2 separate regions of the Sus scrofa genome follow, and region 2 is linked to region 1. The links are chromatin contacts, called in public HiChIP or PLAC-seq maps. All regions are on one chromosome and are shown on one strand. Each heading gives the region's core, a stretch centred on a gene start, on an enhancer-like site or on the middle of the called end of the contact. The rest is flanking DNA. Distances are from core to core; before and after follow the strand shown.

Region 1 (3,017 bases), core at 267-2,766:
GGTCTAGAGCCTAGGGGACATAGCTGGGGTGAGCAGGCCTCTGCGTGTCATACCTGGCACCCTTTCCCAGCCTGTTCCGAGCCCTGCATTGGATTGGGAAGCGGATTTGATTAGATCCTAAACAACAGCTCCATTTAGAGGGCCTGGTTCATTTCCTGTGTGCTTCTAGCAGGCGAAACACGCACAGAATTAACCCTGGTCCAGCCACGCCAAGGAAGTGGCGGATGGGAGAGACACGCTCCCCGTGGAAGGGGAAGAGCCGCGGCGAGCGCTCTGGACCCAGGGCCCTGGGTGAGCAGGCTGGTCCCTGGGGTGCCTTGGCTGGGTGCTTCTCACCCTCACCTGTTGTAACAACTGCCTTTTTGGGTGTCCGAGGCTGCCTGCACTTCCTCCATCAGACCACTCACCACGTTCACTAAGGCCAGTTGTTCAGCCTCTGTTTTTCTGCTCAGCTGAGGGCAGGGATTGTGTCTGACTTGGTCTCTGCTGTCCCCACCCCTATCCCAGGGTCTAACTCAGTGCCTGGAGAATGAATGAGGGCATGTATGAAGCCAGTCCCAGCCCTCCGCCTGCCCTACGGCCTGCCCAGAGCAGTCATACCTAGGGCTCTGCATGGGTCATTCTGTCGCTCACAGGACGGTCCCACGGCCCGGCATTGGCGTCCCTTCTGTAACCTGGCTCTCCTCTTTATCTCCTGTCCTAATTCTCTCACTCGCCACCCTGTGTCCCAGGTTTCTGAGATTTCCTGTTTCAGAGGCTCCCTTCCCTTGAGGTACTGGCACCCCTGCTTTCCTAGGAACACAGGCCTGGCCAGACCTACTCAGAGGCACACACAAGCCCATCCAGGGGCTGGGGAGGGAACCAGTGAGCTCTGGTCTCATGTGGGTCGGGCCCAGGTGCAGGGCCTCTGGTGGCAGGGCTCATAGCCTGCTCCCCCTCCGTCTAGACCCCAAGGACCCGAGTGGTGGGGAGAGACCCTTGGCCAGGACACATGAGTTCTAAAACTGGATCTTCGGTAATTCCCTTAGGCTCTGGGACCTCAGATTCCCTATCTCTAAGACAAGGGGAGACTAATAATTGCTACCAGTTTATCAAATGCCTCTCTGGGGCTGGCCGTGAAGAGCACGAGCTTAGTCCTCTGAGTCTGGTGTGATAGCCCGGCTCTGTTCCACATAAGGAAGCAGACTCTCGGAATAGCCAGAGGCTTGTCCATCTTCTCACCCAGCTTGGAGCGGACACTGCTGGAATGAGAACCAAGTCGGAGCAGGGTGTCTGAGCAGGAAATGCTGGGCGCTCAGTGAGCTCTGGGTCCTGGGTGGTTTCTCAGGTACCCTGGGGCGGGGGCCCTCTGGGGACAGAGGCACTTCCCCTCCTAGCTTTGTTTGGTTTGGCCTTGGTTTAGGGCAGGATTGGCAGAGGCAGGCTGACTTGCATTTCTGGTTTTGGGTCTGTTGCTGCACTTTCCCCGAGGGGTGGGCGGGCTCTGGCCACAGTCACTGCTGGTACCTCCGCCCCCATGCCCCCAGGAAAGGGGAAATGCTGCTGCTTCCCTCTGAGGGCCCAGGGCCAGGCCCCGGGGCATGGGGGCACCATTTCTGTTTCTTTCATCTGTCTTTCCAGATGGGGGTTTCTGGCCAGGGGACTGGGCTGCTCTGGGCCTGAGATCTGAAGTGAGCTTGGATGAAGGAGCCAGAGGCCTGGCTCTAACCCCAGCCCAGCCCTGCGGGTACATGTACCTTTGGGCAAGTCCCTAGGTCACATCCAGGCTGGGCCCTCTGTCTTCCTGTCAGTTCAGTGGAGGGTCTCTCTGATCCCTTGGGAACAAACTAAGGTTCCCAGGTGAGATTCCTGGACTGGGGCTCCGGGTATCCCAATCGCCAACTTCCATTCAGGGGCTGACAGTTTGTTTCTAGGGGTGTGTGGGAAGATGGGCCACTGTTTGAGTTTGGGACCATAGCTGTAATCACCATGACTACTGCCACCATCGTTATCCCGTTTCAGAGCTTTTACTTTTTATAGTCACTCTCCTGGTGTGTCACTGGGTCACATTGGTCATCCCACGTCGTAGGTGGAGACCCTGAGGCCCAGAGGGTTCCATGACTGACTCTGTCTGGCGCTGCCATGTAATTCTAGCTTGGCCCCTGCTCCTCGCTGGCCCTCAGCCTCCGCACCTGTGCAGTGGGGATTTGGGCTTGCTGACGTTCTAGGGTCGGAGGCAGTAAAGTCTGAGGGGTTCCCGGGTGGAGTCATCATCCAGCTGCAGGCAGGATTTCAGGGCAGGAAGTCCTCGGGGCAAGTGGGCCCCTGTCATTGGCTGTCCTGGGAACCAGACCCTGGCCAAGTCCTCCTAAGGCATTCTCCAGAGGCGTCCCCTCCCGGCTCAACACCTCTCCCTGCTGCTCTGGGGGTGGCGGTGAGGTAGGGAGGGCTTTCACTTGACTGCTTCCAGGTGGTGGCTTTTGCCCACACTCCTTTCACATCCGCTCTGGTGCTCCCAGATGCCACGGTGACCCCAGCATATGTGTGTGGCACCCTGCAGCTGCCTTGAGCTTTGGCTGGGCTGTTTATTCCCAGATGTGAGGCCCGGCTGGCCAAGGGCTTACATAAGTTCCCAGCTGCAGGCGTAGCCTTTCAGTTTCTGGCAGCTGTGCAGTAGTGGATAGCGGTGGGCTCAGCTTCCTCATCTGTCACATGGACATGAGCGGTTTTTACCATAAGAGCTCTTAACCTATGCTCTGAAGGACTCACCCCTGAAGTTCTCTGCCCGTGTGCGTTTGTCCCCTTGGATCTGTGCAGTTCCCAGGAACGTGTGGCATCTTTCTCTTCATTGTTCTGGGTGTTATGGCCTCTTCGTGGCATCTGGGCTCTGCGTAGTTCCAGGTCCAGCATTTCAAGTCCTTGACTACGATGAGTGGCCTAGCCTAGCCCCGGCCTGGGACACCCCTGACTTTCTTGGAGCCCTGGTTTTCCTGTGAGAGCTTCTTCTCAGACTCCCCCGAGGGTATGCTTTTTCCCTG
Region 2 (3,074 bases), core at 22-2,521, 300 kb after region 1:
TATACCTTTAAAACTCTGAAGCCCTACAGATGGATTATTTTTGTTTTTGTTTTATGCATGTTAATTTTTATAACCAGCACCAGTCACTGATTCTTGGTGTCCTGTTGGGGGAATTGTATAAACCCAGAGTCACAGGTGGAAGTCCACAGGTTGAATTGGTCCCTTGTTTTTTATTTGATTTGCTAGCCTAAGGTTTAAGACGTTGAGAACTTTTAGGCTTTTGCATTGTATGTGTTCTGTTTGAGTCAGTTCCTACCCTCCTCTCATTTCAATGCTGTATGTGACCTGCTGGCCCTGGAAGGCCCCTGGGTCTGGACACTGCCTGCTACCCCCGGGGCAGCCTCTGTTTGTTGATCCCCTGAGTGGGAGAACAGCCCATTCTGCTACCTCTGATGGGCTTTCCGCAAGCATCCCACGAGCTAGTGGACTCAGCAGTGCTTCCTAAACAGGGAAGCCACTGGAGAAACATGTTGGCGACAACTCCTTTCTTTGCTGAAAAAGGAAAGGAGGGAGGCTGAGGTGAGGGTGGTATTGAGTCGACAGAAAAATGATAAAAATATTTCGGCTGACGAAGCAGAAGGAGGCTTCACATATAAGCTAAAGAGAAAAAAAATGGAGTCAGGTGATGTGCCGCTTCCTCGGTCTGCTCTGGAAAACACAGGGACACTTGGCATTCTAGGGAAGCCAGTTCTGTGCCCGTGGTGGGATCGCCAGGTCCAAGGAGGGACCCAGGGAGAAAGGAAATCTGCCATCTCCCCCATGGGTGGAAATGACTGCTGCCAAGCGGAGGAGGTCCGAGTGTCCCTTGGCAAGCCCCCTGGCTTGCGGTTTGCTGGTAATGTTCAAAGTCAGAAGCTGTTTTGGCTCCCTTTCTGGCTGTGTTATTGTCCAAGACAGCACGCCCGAGGGGCTAGCCGTTCGGCCTCTCAGCTTTGAGCCTCTGCCTGGATGAATTCCCACCAGCCCCAACATTCTTGTAGAGAATTGAGGATGGGAATTTTTATGGGGAGAAATTTGGGGGAGAACGTAGATCTTGTATTTGGGGCTCAGAGTTTTACCTGACATGTGGACATAGCCAGGGCCCTTGGAATACCCAGAGAGAATGGAGGAAGATGGTTTTGGAGGCTGGAGATTTTTTTTTTTTTTTTTTTGGTTTTAATTTCATCAGCTGGGAAAAAAATACCTATAAAAACTTAAGTGCATTTCTGTGGGTGTTTCTTCTAATGTATGCTGGAAAGGCAGAAAGTGAAACTGATCTGAAATAAAACTGAAACTGGCCTGAAATGAGGCCCCAGGGAAGGCAGGCTTCCCTGGGGTGCTGCTAGCTGAGGTGGTGGAATGTGTGGTGAAGCTGGTCTTTTTGGATCAGAGGGCTCTAGTGCTAAAAAGGTTCATGGGGATTATCCAAGTCGGTGCCATCCCGTATGTGTTGATAACCACCAGCCACATGTGGCTGTTGAGCAGTTAAAATGCGTGGCCTGAATTGAGATGCACTGTGAGTGTAAAATTCACACTGGGTTTTGTTAAGTTAAATTAATTAATTAATTGATGGAACTATAATTTTCTCTTCTCTAGGTCTGGATCTTAAAGACTTACTAGGTAAAAGTATAGACGATCACAGTCCTTTTTTAAAATACAGGTTGACATGATAGCATTTTATATATTGAGTTATATATACAAATATATTGATATATTGATGGCATTTTATATATTGAGTTAAAGGAGATGGATTGTGAAAAATAATTTTGTGTGTTTTTTAACTTTCACTTTTTGACAGTGTGGCTCCTAGAAAATCTGATATTGCCCATGTGGCCCATGATATTTCCATTGGACAGTGCTGATTTAAGGCCACCTGCATGCTCCAGAGAGCGGAGTAGCTGGCTCAGGGTCACAGGGCAGCTTCATCTGGTCACTGGACAGACCACAAGGCTCAGAGTTTGGGATCGAGCAGGAAGGATGATGTTGCAATGTAGGCATCAGCATAACTAAATGGTTAAATGGAGGCTTAATGGGAACTTGAGAGGGGGACGGACAGACAGAGAGAAAGACATATTAGTAATTCGGGGGAAAAAATTACCCACTTTGCTTATCCATTGTCCTAAACACGAGTTAAACACTCTGGAAGAAAGCAGACCTAACAAGATGAACAAAAACAAATCGAAAAGATTACCCCTGACAATTACTCTGCTTGCTGAAAACAATTTCAGTCTGCTCAGTCTTTAACTAGGGTCCTTTTGAATCAGAGTACAGTTCAGAGCTGGTTCGGGCGTAGAAACCCAGGTCACATTAAGGGCTATGGGTCTGGGGTCCCAGAGGGCTGGAAGCCATTCTCTTGTAAGTCGTGTCTACTCCTTGTAATGATTTGGGAGGCATGCCTTCTAGAAAACCCAGAGGACATCTAGCCATAGTGGACAGAGCCGGCAGGTGGGGAGGTTAGCCAGCTGCCCTGGCATAGAGACCTGGAGGAGGGTGACTAACCTTAGGGAGAGCTGCAAAGTTAAGCTTGTATCCGGGTCTGACTTTCCAGCCTGGTTCTCCTGCTTAGTGTTTTGAAAGGATTTTAAGCGGTGTGTTGGAAATTCAACCTTACACATTTTTGTTCTTTCATCAGGAACTTTTTTCCATCAGAAGGCTCGAGTTTAGCATTCCTATTTATCTCACTTGATTTTTTTACAAAGTAGAATTTGTCTGCCTTGAACTATAATCATTGCACAGTTGTGGGCTTACTGTATGTCTGTCAGGCACTGGGCTAAGCATTTAACATCTGTTATCTCATTTAATACAATCACCCTGGAAGACAGAGATTTTTCTTTTTTTTCCTTTTTTTTTTAATACGAGAGAACTGAAATTCAGAGGTGAATGGAATTGCCCAAGGGCACACAGCTGGTAGGGGGCAGTTGGATTCAAATTCAGATGGACACCGAATTCCAGGCTCACCCTGGGCAGTCGCAGCAGCCGCTTTGAGGTGAGGAGTCATAACCATTCCTGTTTGACATTTGAGGAAGGTAAGCTTGCCCAAGACGTGGAATTGGTGATTGACTGGGACCTGACCCCAGCTCCTATAGATGCTCTGC

What was found. HiChIP or PLAC-seq counts read pairs in DNA pulled down with a chosen protein or histone mark.
Region 2: an H3K27ac HiChIP or PLAC-seq map of alveolar macrophages shows a contact between it and region 1. The contact joins two enhancer-like sites. A contact is called at or near these places in 1 of 47 Hi-C or Micro-C datasets (mesenteric adipose tissue) and 1 of 2 datasets of contacts at active chromatin or transcription factors (alveolar macrophages).

What each region holds. Positions count from the first base shown.
Region 1 is chr1:254,189,180-254,192,196 of Sscrofa11.1, forward strand. The region is part of intron 17 of RGS3 (regulator of G-protein signaling 3); the gene reads left to right. Among named protein-coding and RNA genes, the nearest start is that of MIR378B, 55 kb to the left of the region's middle. Within about 2 kb of position 1,517, at least 21 of the 83 cell types and tissues checked have an H3K27ac peak or open chromatin away from gene starts, as enhancers often do. A contact at or near this core is called in alveolar macrophages, where this site is marked.
Region 2 is chr1:254,487,225-254,490,298 of Sscrofa11.1, forward strand. All of the region lies in intron 1 of ZNF618 (zinc finger protein 618), which reads left to right. Among named protein-coding and RNA genes, the nearest start is that of ZNF618, 11 kb to the left of the region's middle. Within about 2 kb of position 1,272, at least 24 of the 83 cell types and tissues checked have an H3K27ac peak or open chromatin away from gene starts, as enhancers often do. A contact at or near this core is called in alveolar macrophages, where this site is marked.